5 separate regions of the Sus scrofa genome follow, and all the other regions are linked to region 4. A link is a contact called in public Hi-C, HiChIP or PLAC-seq and promoter capture Hi-C data. All regions are on one chromosome and are shown on one strand. The core of a region is the stretch at or near the end of the contact, and the rest is flanking DNA. Distances in the headings are between cores, read along the strand shown. Region 1 holds the start of GMPPB (GDP-mannose pyrophosphorylase B). Region 2 overlaps MST1R (macrophage-stimulating protein receptor). Region 3 holds the start of MST1R (macrophage-stimulating protein receptor). Region 4 holds the start of IP6K1 (inositol hexakisphosphate kinase 1). Region 5 holds the start of MST1 (hepatocyte growth factor-like protein).

Evidence for each region. Promoter capture Hi-C pulls out the DNA fragments that hold promoters and counts their contacts. A called contact is a pair of places that touch in the nucleus more often than the background predicts. HiChIP or PLAC-seq counts read pairs in DNA pulled down with a chosen protein or histone mark.
Region 1: a Hi-C map of liver shows a contact between it and region 4, with 2.1 times the contacts expected there. The contact joins the promoter of GMPPB here to the promoter of IP6K1 in region 4. A contact is called at or near these places in 3 of 5 promoter capture datasets (fetal liver and liver), 7 of 47 Hi-C or Micro-C datasets (alveolar macrophages, embryonic fibroblasts, fetal heart ventricle and 3 more) and 2 of 2 datasets of contacts at active chromatin or transcription factors (alveolar macrophages and skeletal muscle).
Region 2: a contact with region 4 is called in an H3K27ac HiChIP or PLAC-seq map of alveolar macrophages. The contact joins the enhancer-like site here to the promoter of IP6K1 in region 4. A contact is called at or near these places in 3 of 5 promoter capture datasets (fetal liver, fetal skeletal muscle and liver), 4 of 47 Hi-C or Micro-C datasets (mesenteric adipose tissue, retroperitoneal adipose tissue and skeletal muscle) and 2 of 2 datasets of contacts at active chromatin or transcription factors (alveolar macrophages and skeletal muscle).
Region 3: a contact with region 4 is called in a promoter capture Hi-C map of liver, with 2.8 times the contacts expected there. The contact joins the promoter of MST1R here to the promoter of IP6K1 in region 4. A contact is called at or near these places in 5 of 5 promoter capture datasets (fetal liver, fetal skeletal muscle, liver and 1 more), 17 of 47 Hi-C or Micro-C datasets (alveolar macrophages, blood, brain and 10 more) and 2 of 2 datasets of contacts at active chromatin or transcription factors (alveolar macrophages and skeletal muscle).
Region 5: an H3K27ac HiChIP or PLAC-seq map of skeletal muscle shows a contact between it and region 4. The contact joins the promoter of MST1 here to the promoter of IP6K1 in region 4. A contact is called at or near these places in 3 of 5 promoter capture datasets (fetal liver, fetal skeletal muscle and liver), 3 of 47 Hi-C or Micro-C datasets (embryonic fibroblasts, fetal heart ventricle and liver) and 2 of 2 datasets of contacts at active chromatin or transcription factors (alveolar macrophages and skeletal muscle).

What each region holds. Positions count from the first base shown.
Region 1 is chr13:32,251,720-32,254,419 of Sscrofa11.1, forward strand. GMPPB (GDP-mannose pyrophosphorylase B) reads right to left here and starts at 1,436. Exons shown (of 10, transcript NM_001244541.1): 1 at 1,311-1,436; 2 at 1,078-1,214; 3 at 872-952; 4 at 733-781; 5 at 452-594; 6 at 89-247; 7 at 1-2. The coding sequence starts at 1,206. It overlaps IP6K1 (inositol hexakisphosphate kinase 1), which reads right to left. Exons shown (of 5, transcript XM_021068778.1): 5 at 1,796-2,700.
Region 2 is chr13:32,406,116-32,408,815 of Sscrofa11.1, forward strand. All of the region lies in intron 18 of MST1R (macrophage-stimulating protein receptor), which reads right to left. Among named protein-coding and RNA genes, the nearest start is that of CAMKV, 6.0 kb to the left of the region's middle. Within about 2 kb of position 1,251, at least 2 of the 83 cell types and tissues checked have an H3K27ac peak or open chromatin away from gene starts, as enhancers often do. A contact at or near this core is called in alveolar macrophages, where this site is marked.
Region 3 is chr13:32,422,230-32,424,929 of Sscrofa11.1, forward strand. It overlaps MST1R (macrophage-stimulating protein receptor), which reads right to left and starts at 1,385. Exons shown (of 19, transcript XR_002337520.1): 1 at 1-1,385.
Region 4 is chr13:32,318,643-32,321,342 of Sscrofa11.1, forward strand. It overlaps IP6K1 (inositol hexakisphosphate kinase 1), which reads right to left and starts at 1,363. Exons shown (of 5, transcript XM_021068778.1): 1 at 555-1,363.
Region 5 is chr13:32,218,603-32,221,302 of Sscrofa11.1, forward strand. It overlaps MST1 (hepatocyte growth factor-like protein), which reads right to left and starts at 1,443. Exons shown (of 16, transcript XM_021068776.1): 1 at 1,198-1,443; 2 at 141-288; 3 at 1-69. The coding sequence starts at 1,291. RNF123 (E3 ubiquitin-protein ligase RNF123) reads left to right here. Exons shown (of 39, transcript XM_021068771.1): 1 at 1-7.

The sequences.
Region 1 (2,700 bases), core at 186-2,685, 67 kb before region 4:
AGCTGTGGGAGTGGGCAGCTCATGAGCAGGGTCATGGCAGTGGTGGCCTGCCCTACCCCGGCCCACCCAGCAGCAGGCTTCTACACACCTGGATGCGCTGCAGCACTGCAGGGCTCAGGATGTACATGCCTGCATTGATCTTGTTGGACACAAACACCTGTGGCTTCTCCACGAACCGGTGAATACGGCCTGTATCAGCCTCACACACCACCACACCATACTTAGAGGGCTCCTCCACTTTGGTCACCTGAGTGCAGGGGGACCTCAGACCTAGTCCAGGGCTCCTGAGTCTTGAGGTACATGGTGTCTTATATCTGGGATTGTGCCCCCAGATGCATAAAGGCACATACTGCATGGTTCTGCACCCAAAACATTGGGGCAATTCAAAGCTGGGAGGTGAGAGAGGCTGGGGTGGGGTGGGTTATCGGAGAAGAAAGACCTGTTTCCTTACCAGAATGGAGCCCTCTTGGCCATGGTGGCGGTGGAACTGCACCATGGCTTGGAAGGGAAAATCGCAGATCACATCACTGTTCAGAACAAAAAAAGGCTCCGCAGTCTCAGAGAGCAGGTCACGGGCCAGTGCCAGGGGTCCAGCTGGGGAAGAGCAAGAGGTCACCATCATCTTCCAGGTCTGAGCCTCTGGACCCAGGCTCAGCAAGCCCCATGCAGACAGAGTCTTGCCCCTCTCCTGGCCCTAAACCCTCCCCAAGGAACCTTCTTGTCTCTACTGACCTGTTCCCAAAGGCTCCTCTTCATGGGACATGGAGATTCGGATTCCTAGCTGGAAGGAAGAAGGCCCCGTTAGGTTTCTCCTACTAGGGTGGGAAGCTGAGCGGGGACCAAGGGAAAAAGCCAAGAATCCGTGCCTCACCCTTTGCTCCTGTGCTTTCATTTCCTTCTCCAACATCTGAGACATATAGCTCACGGCCAGAATCACGTGATCCACGCCTGCCTGTGGGAATGAACAGTGCCGGCCTTCAGGCGGGCTCAGCCGAAGGCACAGGGATCCCTGCCCTCCTGTCGCTGGCCGTCCCTCACCCTGCCAAATCCCACCAAGACCCCGTCCCTGGGCCTTACCGAGGCCAGCGCCTCCACTTGATGCAGCAAAATGGGCTTATTGCAGAAATCCACCAGCGGCTTCGGTATGCTTAGCGTCAGCGGCCGCAGGCGCGTCCCGTAGCCACCCACCAGGATCAGTGCCTTCATTGCGCCTGCTGGAGGCCAGAGTGAGTCCCGGGCTCCGAGGTGTCCGCGGCCCGCCCAGCCGACCCCTATGACACCCTCCCGCTCCCTTCACGCTCCAGACTGACCAACTCTTGTTCTGCCTTGTCCGCCCAGTCCGCGTCGACGCTAAGTCCAAGTCAGCGGCAAGCTAGTACGCGACGCCGAAGCGAGAGCAGCGAGCTGCCAACTCTGGCTGGCGTCCGCCAGTGTATGACGGGAGCCCGGGCGGGCCAATCAGCTGCGGCATACGTGGCACGGCCATCGGCGTCGGGTCGCCGCGACGCGGTATTCCGGCAGACTCAGCCAATGAGAGCGGAGCGCGCCTGGCTGCCATGGCGACCGGGACCGGATCCGCGGGTCGGCTTGCCATTGGCGGATCCAAAGGCGGAGCTCGCGCCGCAGGCGAGGCTTCCGTCCTCTCGGGCCCAGGTCAGCCGCACCCCAGCCGCTTCCGGCCCCGCCCTGCCGGAGGAACTGGGGCGGGGCCGAGGGCGCGAGGAGGCCGGGCTGGGCTAGGCCAGTCCACCCCGAGTTTCTGGGTTTGTTTTTTTTTCAAAGACACGGACACGCCTCAGTTTCTAGCGGCTTTATTTTGACATACACGACCTCAGACACAAGCGGGGCGGGCAGCGCTAGGTGTACGGAAAGGGGCAGGTTCGGCCCAAGGCTCGAGCACCCCCTCTCCCGCGCTCAAGGTCCCAAGAAAAAGCAACCGCGCCCGGACACGGCCGGAGCCAAGTGTAGTATCCGGGTGCAGGGCTCGGGCAGCGTGGACAGGCTTAGGCAGCTTCCAGCAAAGTGGAGCAGAGAGTGGTCCTCGAGGCCAGGCCTTACAGTTCCCGGAGAAGCAAAGGAACCAGGACCTTCCCAGGATTCTCCCAAATTTTTTCCACTAAAACATTAAATCTGCACAAAGACCAAATTGAACAGCTCTAAAGTTCAAAGCATTCTGCATCTAGGAGTGTGCACATGGCCAGCCGTGAGCAAGTGAGCAGCAGCTACATAACTAGCTCAGGCCTTTGGCCCCTTAGGAGAAACCCCACGCCCACTGCACAGGACCGGACATGAGAGGGGTGGGGTCCCCAGCATGTTGCTACACTGGTCCCCTTTCTTTTAAGCACCGCCCATCCCACCCCGCTAGGGGGCTGGTGTCGACTTGGCCCAGGGAAGCACTACACAGAGGGGTCGCTTGAGCGCCCCAACCAGTGATCCCGTCTTGCACTTTGGTCCCAAGTTGGGGCTGGGGAAACAGGGCCTGGCAGGGACAGGGCTCTCTGGCATGGAGCAGGGCAAAATAGTGGCAAACAGCATGTGCAGATGCGCATGCCCACCACTCAACAGATAACAAGGCTGGGTCTCCCAAGTGTTTAAAAGTGCTGAAAGAAGGAGGGACCCTGCCCTGCGGGAGAAGCAGCAGATCCCAGCCCTGCTCTTCTCAATGCCAGGAAAACGCTGACTATAAGTGGGTACAGCCTC
Region 2 (2,700 bases), core at 1-2,500, 87 kb after region 4:
TTTCTTTCTTTTTTTTTAATGGCTGCACTGACAGCATGTGGAAGTTCTCAGGCCAGGGATTGAATCCGAGCTGCAGCTGTGACCTATGTTGCCACTGTGGTGACACCAGATCCTTTAACACACTGCGCAGGGCTGGAGATTAACCTGTGCCTCCACAGTGATCCGAGCTGCTGCAGTTATTCTTAACCCACTATACCATGGTGGGAACTCCAGAAAAGTTGTTTCTGAGAGTGTCCAAGGGTGTCATTGCAAGGTGGCTGGGACCAGTGCCACATCTCTGGAATGAACTGGGTCAGGCAGGTTCTGCCACCCACTGGGCACCTGCTGCCTAGCTTTGAGCCAAGGACTGCCACCAGGGGAGGACAAGTGTGAAGGTTATTCTCCAGGTCACCATCTTTAGACCCGAAGAATGCAGCCTACCCAGGGGGCCACCATAAGCCAGAGATGAGCATGCCAGCTCTCTTGGAATCTATGTTCATTGGGTTAAAAACCTCAATTGGAACAAGCCCCAAAAGAATGGAGGGAGAGACTGAGGCTCATCCGGTCCCCTTGTGCCAGATGGGAAATGCTGGGAGTGGTTCTCCAAGTCATCTAGGCCAGTGTAGCACCACTTCCCAGCTGGATGGACTCTCACATGGGAAGAGCAGAGGCTCTGGGTAAAGAGATGCTTGGTTCCTGGGGTCTTCATGGAGAAGAGCTCTCCAGCCTAGTGTGGAGTAAAAGGTGTTTTTCATCAGAGCCTGGCAGATCCCAGATTAGTGCTCAGCTACTGATTCCTGGGGCTGCCTCTCTCCAGGCAGAGCGAATAAGTGCAAGAGACACAACCCAGGCTTTCCTAAGTCTCAGACACTTACAGCGGCACCCATGTCCCTCAGCCCCATCCGGCACTGGGGAGTCCTGCTCTCTTCTACAGTTGCAGGGAGTTAGTTCATGAAATAGTACTATAGGTGGACCTGGGATATCATGGGCTGCACTGAGGGAATGACTGATGAAGCTGCTGTTCCAGACAGGTGTCAGAGTTTGAAATGGGGCTATGTCTGCAGCCCTCAGGTATGACCCCAGAGAGCTTTTGGATCCCTGAGGAAATTCTCTGAAAGGCTGGGCCTTCTGCATAAGGTGAATCTCAGACCAGACTCCTGGGCCCCCATCAAAGCAGGTCAGTGTACCCCATAATGCCCTCCTGGTGCCAGACAGCAGTGACACCAATGGGCAATCAGGAGGGTGTGAGTCATCTGGTGCTTCCTCAGCCCCAGCTCCCATCCTGAACTTCCCCCAGGCTTTATTGGCACCTGCTTGACCCCAGCCCCACTGAGCTATGATGGAGGGAGATGAGGCAGAAGAGCTGATACCCACTCTGCACAGCTCACGATGGGAAGGCTGGACTCCCTAAGCCCTGGGAGAAATCCGTGTTCACCCTATCCCACCCTAGTGGCAGGCCCAGGCTCACCATGGCCACCAGCAACCTTCTCCTTGCTCCGGCCACTACTCAGGCCTCCCCGAAGGGAAAGGCAGCCCAGCCTTCACTAGCCCTGGAAGCCTCTCAGAAAACTCCTGGTGCCCCCAGCTCATCTGGGGGCCTAGAACTAACCCTCCCTTTCTCTTCCCTCTGGTGGCCCAGTCAGGAATTTGAAACCCTGAAGCAATTCCAGCTCCTGGCTCTCTAGATGGACTTAGGACTATCAAGTAGCTCTGAGAAAAGAGTTCAGAGTCTGGGGGTGAAGTATTAGGGAGAGGGGTACACCTATGTCAAGCACCTGCTTAACTGTGTCTGCTCCCTGGAGGATCCTTGCCCTGGAGACCCTTGGCCCAGAAAGGGGCCCAAAGCCCCACATTCTGGACGCACAGGAAACCTGACACCCCTTGTGCTTCCTCCATCTCCTGTCTATGGGACTCCTCTCCTGCCCAAGCTTCCTTCCCATCCAGAGACCACCTTCCTCTCTGAGCTCCTCTCCTATGAACAGATATTCCCATGGTCCCATAAGCTGCAGAGGCCCAGTGGGGAAGGATCCTCAGTTCAGCTTCAGAGAAGACTCTGGGCCTTCTCCTCAGTCCCCACCCAGGGCCTGAAGCTGGGTGGGGACCCCTGGATCCCAAGGATGAGGCAAGGGCATGAAGAATGCAAGTCGGAGGGATAAAAACAGGCCTTTCCAGCTGATGTAGGGACCACAGCTGTGGGAGTGCTCCAGGACAATCCACTCACCTCTCCCCTGGCCTCAGGCGTGACACAAGTGGGGAGAGCCCAGGCACCTCTGGTAGAGCATACATCCTCCTCTGTGCCTGCAGTCATGGGCACCAGAGGTGCAGTGGCCAACAGGCAGATGGCGTCCCGTCTCTACCCCTGTCCAGCTTATAGGGTCTTAATCTTCAGTCCCCAGCACTTGAGCATAAGAGTCTCCTTTTTAAGCCCTCCCCACCTGTCCTCAGAGTCCTTTGGATCCCCGTGATAGGCCTCCCACTGGCCTGAGGTGACAGAGTGAGCAGCAGATGGGTAGAAAACAGAGGGGCAGTTCCGGGCCCAAGGAGACCCTGGCTCTGCTTACCAGGGAGCTCTTGCCCCAAACCCAGGTTCCATGTATGACAGGGTACAGAGCTGGGGACTCAAACAGAGTGAGCTGGGATCTCCCACTTGGTGAGACAGAGGCCATGAGGATTCTGAGCAAGAGAGAGGAATCACCATGGGGCATGTCCTGGGCCTAGTCA
Region 3 (2,700 bases), core at 135-2,634, 100 kb after region 4:
GGGGGCGGAGCTGTGGGCGTGGCCCGCTGTAGGACTAGCCTAGCCCGACCGCTCAGCCGGTGCGACTCTTCCCGCAATCTGAAGCCTGAGTCCTGCATCTACTCCTGGGCGCCTTTTTCTCTATGGCCTCTGGATGGTTGTGCTGGAGTGACCTGGAAAGAGGTTAAGTAGGTCTGAGCCTTCCTGTTCTGCCTCCACTCCCCCCACCACGACCGACAAGGAGGAAGTGAAGGGGCGGGGTGGGGGGGCTGCCCCAGCACTTTGAGGACCACCTGGTCTATTTCTTCTCTTGGCTCCAGGATATTACAACATCCTCAGACCCTTGTTTCTGGGCAGGGCCTGGTGGACCCACCGTGTGGGAAACAGAGACCACCAATGTGTGGAGAACCAGAGGGGAAGTGTGGGGAGACCCCAGGAGTGGCACTACCCTCGCTTAGGCAGGAACTATTCCTCTGTGGGCCTGCCCTGGGCTGACAGCTACAGGACGCTGTCAGAGGACAGTGCATTGCACCCTGCCCACCCAGGGAGTAGAAGTTGTAATGTCCTGCTGGTTGGACATTAGAGTCAAAGGAGAAGCAGCTTATGTGGAGGCCCAACCCTAGCTCTGGTCCGTCCACCACTGCCTCAGTAGGTGGCAGCTGTAGGATGAGGACAACAAAATATGCAATGCTGGCCTTTGTTCCTGGCTCTGCTCCAGTGCCTCCCTGGTATGGTGGAAACATGGGCTTTGGCTCCCAGGGGACCTCTAACCTGCTCTGAAGCCAGGCTGGGACTCAGTCTCTCGGTCTCTGAGATGAGGATGTAGTTCTAACTGGGTGGTTGCCCAGAGTTCTCTCTCCAGGCTCTGAGAGGTATGAGGCAGGGGGAGGGAAGTCACCCTAGGTCTGCTCTTGACACCTCTTACCTGGACTTCAGCAGCTGCTCCCTGGTAACTGGCCCCCCCAACATTGGAGGGGGGCCTTAGGGGACATTCTCAGCCTTACAGCCCCCTCAGCCAGGTGGGCCTGGACCCTGGAGGGAGGGTAATCTTCACCAGGTTGCCCTAGGCTGAGGTCTGAAGGACCCGTGAACTGTGAGTCCCAGAGCTTTGGAGGGTAAGGCGGTCGTGGGGAGAGAAGCTCTCAGCCCAACAGAGCTCCTGACCCTACATGTATATCCTCTATTCACCACCCAATCCAGACTCCTTGTTCCTCCTTCAGGAGCAAGCTTTTACCTTCCTTCTCTTGCAACTTAGGTGGCATCTCCTCCAGGAAGCCTACCTGATCCAGGCAGTGCCAGGTGCAGTTTGTGGGTCTCACAGACCCTGTGCACAGTTTACTCTAGATACCTGACATCCCCTGCCTTCATTCCTTTTTTTCTTTATCTTTTTCTTTCTTTTTCTTTTTTTCTTTTTAGGGCTGCACCTGTGGCATATGGAAGTTCCCAGACTAGGAGTTAGATCGGAGCTGCAGCTGCTGGCCTACACCACAGCCACAGCAACGCCAGGTCCAAGCAGTGTCTGAGACCTACACCCACAGCTCACGGCAACACTGGATCCTTATCCCACTGAGCAGGGCCAGGGATCGAAACCACATCCTCATGGATACTAGTCGGGTTCATTACCATTGAGCCACAGTGGGAACTCCCCCCTTCCCCCATTTCTAATCCTGGACTCCCCTACCCCTTTAAGCTGGAGCTCAGTGAGCATTTGGTGACAGAGAGGAACAGCACTTGGGTGGCCACTCCCAGTGCTAAGAGGATACTGTGCCTGAGGCAACATAAAAGACACTCCCTCCTTTAACGAGAATTGGCCCGGAAATGAATAAACACACATCAGAAGTTATGGCACCATTCCTATGTTCCACAATCAACATGTCTAAAGATAGTCACGCTGGGCAAGACTAAAATGAAACATTCTCTGCCTAGGGATGAGACATGGGTTCCTGTGACCCCTATTCTGACTGAGGAAATTAGGAGAGACTTCTGGGATTTGGGAGGAAACCTCACAGGCTCTCTTTAATCACCTGTTCACCTGTTTTGGGGGTGAGGGTGTGGGGGTGCAGCAGCCAACAATTGGGTCTCTGCTGCCGCCGTGTGGCCCAAATGTTCACTGCCCCCAGGCTGGCATCTCCTCTCAGAAACCCTTGGTCTTTGACAGCAGAGGTCCACAGAGTGCCTTTTTCTCCCTGCTTATCCACTCAGCCTTCAGGAGGGGGGCAGGTAAGCCATGTGGGGGTAGTCAGCTGATGGGTCTTGCGTGCCGAGTACAAGCACTCTTCCAAGTTGAACTCACAAGATCTGACCAAGCTTAGAAACTGCCCGACTGCCCTTGCATTTGTCACCTTGAAGGAGTGCTAGCCACTCTGCCCTCTTTGGGCTCTCTCTCCCTCTGAACATTACCCCAGCCTCTTTCTCCAACCTGAAGGGATCATCTTAGGGGCAGCAGAGGGGTCTCTCAAACTACAACATGACACATCACTCTGCAGCTTTAAAATATGACTCCCGGAGTTCCCGTCGTGGCTGTTGTTAACGAATCCAATTAGGAACCATGAGGTTGTGGGTTCGATCCCTGGCCTCACTCTGTGGGTTAAGGATCGGCATTGCCATGAGCTGTGGTGTAGGTCGCAGACACGGCTTGGATCCCACATTGCTGTGGCTGCAGTGTAGGCCTGCGGCTACAGCTCCGATTAGACCCCTAGCCTGGGAACCTCCATATGCTGC
Region 4 (2,700 bases), core at 113-2,612:
AAAAGTAAGGGAAACAGCAACAGGCCACCAGCTGCCCCCGGTTTCAGCATTTTCTCCAAAGAGATTTCCTGACCAAGGAGCTGGTTTCTTTCAAAATTAAATATTCTGACATGACAAGATCCTGACACAAGTACACAAAGTATTGTTGCTTGACGTCTCAGTCATCTAGAGAGGATTTCTGTATGACCATATACAGGAGCCTGTGCTGAGGATCCAAGGGACCCCAGGGAAAGAAAAATGTGCCGTGGAGCACTCAGAGCTCTTACAAGACTTGCACACCTTGCCCGGGGTATCTAACCCCCCTATCCTCACAAAAAACGGCCTGGCAGTCTGTTTTCATTGGGCAAGACATACTTACTCTTTTAAAATTTAATTTGACAGTTCCATACCAATCAAAAGACAAAAAAGTTTCATTTATTTTTCTGATTCTAACATACTCCTACATTTCCTTTGTGTCCTGACTACAGTGACAAAATCTCTCTTTAGGAAATAAAATCAATCAAGTCATCATCATAATAGTCACTTTCTCCCAGAGCAAAGAGAAGAAGACTTACCCCAACTTCAAACAGCGGTGCTCCAAAGCCAAACAAATTTTATCTCAAAATAAAATTCGGTCATCATGGGCATTTAACCAGGCCCTTGAGGAAGAAGTAAACGGTGAACTCCAAGGAGTCAGGGGTCGGGCAGAGGGCCTTCGCCCTGTCAGAATCACAGGGCTATCACACTGGCCTGCCTGCTTCGAGGGAGCTTTTGCATGTTTCGTCTAGTCTCAGTCTCAAGAGGTTTCAAAGTCACATCTAAGAAAATGTTACGCGTACTTCTCACCCCGGAACAACACAAGACCCCGGAGAGCATCAAGCTGGCACTGGACACGTTTCAATGCTGCCGGTCAGCGGAGCCCAGGGCTTGGGTCAGAAAAACTAGTTTCCCGCTACCCCGCTGGCCGGTCCTCGGGCGCGAGGCTCTCAGATCTCCACCCCGAGGCTGTCCTCCGGCCTCGGCGCCAGCATCTAGGAGGCTCCAAGGACGGCCGGTCAGGACGCTCGAGCGATGCTCAGCCGATGCCCCTGCCCTGCGCGCGCCAGGTCCAACCCCAAGCCCGCCGCCGCCCGCCCCGCGGCGTCAGGCTGGTCTTTCAGCCCAGCTCCTGTCACTCACCGGCCGGGCCCGGGCAGCGGGTGCCCACGGCTCCCCACGGGAGGTGGGCCCCCCGGGCCTCCAGGTTTCGGCCCGCCCCCTGGCAGGCAGCGGAGGTGGCTGAGCCCCGCAGCAGCGGCCCCGAACCGGCCGCTCGGTCCTGCTCCCGGCGCTGCCCACTAGGTACGGATCAACAACAAGATGGCGGCCAGCCGAGGGGGCGGGGGCCGGGCGTCATAGTAACCAGGACGTTAAAGAGCCCGCCTCTGTCTGAGAATATCCCCAATCAACAGCCGCTTTGCCCGAGTACCGCTCCCTGACAGGTCATCCTACCTGTCACTCAGAGCCTGCCTCTTGCAGCCCGTACCGAACGCTCAGCACGTGACTGTGACGGCACGGGTTGGCGCATGCGCGCGGTTCCCCGAGTTGCTGGCGGCAGAGCTTTTGCTGGGTACTACGAGGCCAAAGCGCCCTTGGCATCCTTGCTTGAGGGCCTCGCGTGTGGAACCGGCAGCGTCTTCTCATACATACGTGCACACTTAGGGGGTACTGGCTGTGTGCCTTGTGCTTTTTTTGTCACCCACCCTAGAAGGCAGGACTTGTCCCTCACTGGTGAGGAAACAGGCTCAGAGTGAGAGGCCAGGCCAAGGTTAGGCCACCTCAGGAAATGGAAGCCCTGGGTTTCAATGTCTCTACTGGCTGCTGTGTATAATGCTCTCTTCCCAGTGGCTTCCTCAGCTTTGCCTTTAGTCCTGTGGTGCAACCTTGTGTGCAGCTCCACCCGTCCCTGATCCTTTGCCCCTGTTTGTCCTTCTGCCTGGCGTTCAGTACCCAGCACAATCCCTGGCACAGAGCAAGCATTATTTCATCCTGCCCTAGAGCATCTATCTCATCTTCTGTTCTTATAACAGCATATTTTGCCCTGGATTGTCATGATCTGCCACCGAGGCTAACTAGGAAGATAGGAAGATAGTTATCCCCCATGTAGAGCGCTCAACCCTAGGCTTGACTTCAGATACAGTCGCACAGCCTGACCCACCCCAAGCGCCCAGACCAGCTAGCTTTATGAGTTTTGAGGGTTGATTGGCCCATCTGTGAAATGAGGTTAGAAATAAGCTCCTCAGAGATGAACATTTAATGAGCCATTAGAGGAGAGTAAGTGCTCAGGAAGAGTCCACCTGCAATCACTCCCAGTAACAACCTGCTGTCAAGTTGCCTGAGCCCAGTTCCAACACCCTCACTTTATTGGAAGTAACATGAAGTATGTTTTCTTGTTTACTTTTTTTTTTATGGCCACACCTGCAGCATGTGGAAGTTCCCAGGCTAGGGGTCTAATCTGAGCTGCAGCTGCCAGCCTACACCACAGCCAAACAGGATCCGAGCTGCATCTGTGACTTACACCACAGCTTGTGGCCACACTGGATTCTTAACCCACCGAGTGAGGCCAGGGATTGAACCTGCATTCTCATGGACACTGTCGGGTTTGTAACCTGCTGAGTCACAAGTGGGAACACCTTTTGAAACATGTCTCCCCCCCCCCCAAGAAGGTACTCAGCTTCTTCC
Region 5 (2,700 bases), core at 193-2,692, 100 kb before region 4:
GTATGAGGTGAGTGCTGGGTCCATGGAAGCAGTTGGCAACCATGGCTGCTCACATTGTAGTGGAAGGCCCTGGGAGGGGGAGGCATAAGGTCACCTGGTGCCCCTATACCCAGTTTTATCTGGATATTGTGGCCTCTTACCTGCAGTCCATCAGGGGCCCACAACGCCCTGCACACTCCTCAGCATCTGCCACATCCTCTTGCCAAGACCCAGGCCCCACTGCATGTAGCAGGTGTTGCAGCTCAGTACCCGGGAGCACCTGGAAGTCATTTAAGGGCGAGCGCTGCCCTGCAGGGTGGATATTTGTAGCATCATGTGAATATCAGCACATCCACACTTTATTCATTCAGGAAATCAAACTGCATGGCCTCTCTCATGGATCCTGTGGGTCCATTCAAGGGTCAAACCCCTGTATGGGGTGGGAGAAGCAGGCCCACACATGGTAGTTATCACTAGTACGCTTGTTTAATGGGCAAGGCACTAGGCTCAGATGTAAAACATATACTCTACGAGAGTAGCAGGTGATGGTGCTTGCCCTATGGGGCTTGGCTCCTCTCATTTCTCAGATAAGAATGGTAACGGTTGGAGTTATCATACTAAATAGGCGGAAGCCAAACCCAAGTATTCTGACTCCAAGTATAGGCTCTCATCAGGGTAAGGGCATCTGCTAGAGGGTTAGATCAGTCTTATGAGAGATTACTGCCTGCGTGTGTGGTCCTAACACTGCCTCAATGCTGCAGCAGACTTTTTTTTTAGGGACACACCTGCAGCATATGGAAGTTCCCAGGCTAGGGGTCTAATCGGAGCTGTAGCCGCTGGCCTACACCAGAGCCACAGCAATGCCAGATCCAAGCCGCATCTGCAGCCTATACCACAGCTCACGGCAATGCCAGATCCTTAATCCACTGAATGGGGCTAGGGATCGAACCCACAACCTCATGGTCCCCAGTCGGATGCCTTTCCACTGAGCCACAATGGGAACTCCTGCAGCAGATGTTTTAGTGTAGGCCAGAATAGGCAGTGTGTTTATGTGTTCCTGGGGCTGCCCAGCTCTGCTCAAGAAGCTAAGGTTGCTCACTGCTCCATGCCCAGTAGGAAAGTAAGTTTCTGGCTGGAATAGCGGGATGGGCCTAGGGCCAACCCCTTTCTGAATGCAGGCGGGGATCAGGGCTGGGGGTGAGGGGGAAGAGCACTTACCAGGGGCCCCTGAGCACTGCGTCAGAAGCAGCAGGAGTGGGAGCCACCCCATCCTCCTGGCTGGAGACTGCACTGTGACCCACCACAGCCCCATCCGGGAAGTTGTGAAACTAGTCCCTACGGGATTGGGTGGCTCTGGCTCCACACCCCCACTCAAGGCCTGCTGGGGCCTGACCTGAAACCCAGTGGCAGGAATAGGGGTGGTGCCAGACCTCAGGCCCCCTAGGTGAGGTACAAGTGTCTTCGCTCTGGCACAGCTAGCTCCCAAGAGGCCTCCCTATGTAGTGGACAGTGTTGGAAAGGTTTAATGGGGACACCTGAGGTGCTGGGGCTGGGGAAGGGCAGGGGCATCCCTACAGCCTAGGCTGCTCTGAAAGGAAGAGCAGTGTGTATGGGGTTGCTGCCAGAGCCGGGTTCCAGCCCTCAGCCCCCAGCCCCCAGCATAAGTGGTGATATTTAACTTTTCTGAGCCTCAACTTTTCTCCTGTAAAGTCAAGTTCCCTACCCAACCCCCTAAGCAGCTTACCCCTTTTGCTGACTTAGCCCCAGCTGGAGGCAGGTCGACCCACACCCCTGGCAGCAGAGCCCACCGAGCTCCCCTTGCTCTGCCAGAGATGCTATCCCAGGGAAGATGAGCGAGGTCATTTGTCTGGCCTGAATGGAAGTGAGGCTGACAGGTACCAGGGACCCTGGGAGGAGCAGCCTTTCAGACGTCCGAGGGGACCTCTGGGCTGGGCCTCCAAATACCGGTAGGAGTTGAGGTAGGAGGCCAAGGTCTCCTAGGACTCAGCGTGGCGACAAGACTGGGCTAGGAGCGCCTCCTAAGTAGACGAGGGTCGGAGGCATTTGGGCAGTGAGGCGGTTGGGCAAAAGGCAGGGGCCGGGACATTCCAGCTGGAGGCTGCAGGTGGCGCCCTCTGGCGGAGGCCGGGCGCGGGCCGATGCGCTTGCGCGGCAGAATCGCGGTTTGGCCCTGAACGGGCGCCGTAGGCGAGAGGCTGGGCGGATGTTGTGAGCCGGGACGCCACGGCCGAGGCTGGGGGTGAGTGAGGGGCGACGGGGGCCCAAGAGGGGCGGGTCCCCGCAGCTTCCGTTGCGGCCCGGCCAGTCTAGCATGAGGGTGCTTCCCGTGCAGGGGGTTGCAGCCCGTGGTGCAGGACTCTAGGCTGGAGCTGGCCTGGAAGAGCCTCTGGAGCTTGAGGCCGGGCGGAGACGACTTCGGGAAGAGAAGCGCTACCCTCGCGTCCTTGGGCTCCTAGGTGGGGTCGGTTTGGTTCTGAGCCCTGATCCCCCGGCGGGGCTGACCAGGGTCTACGTGGCAGGGACCCCCGAGCCAAGCCAAGGTCCACCTCTCACCTGTATCCTCAGCACCTGACACCCCGAGTGGATGTCTGGAAGGTTTGCTCATCAGATCAGTGACCACGTCTAATCTGTCCTGCACCTGCTTTGGTGTGAGAGGGCCAGTGGTGGGCATCAGGGCGAGAGTCACTTTCCCAAGGGGCA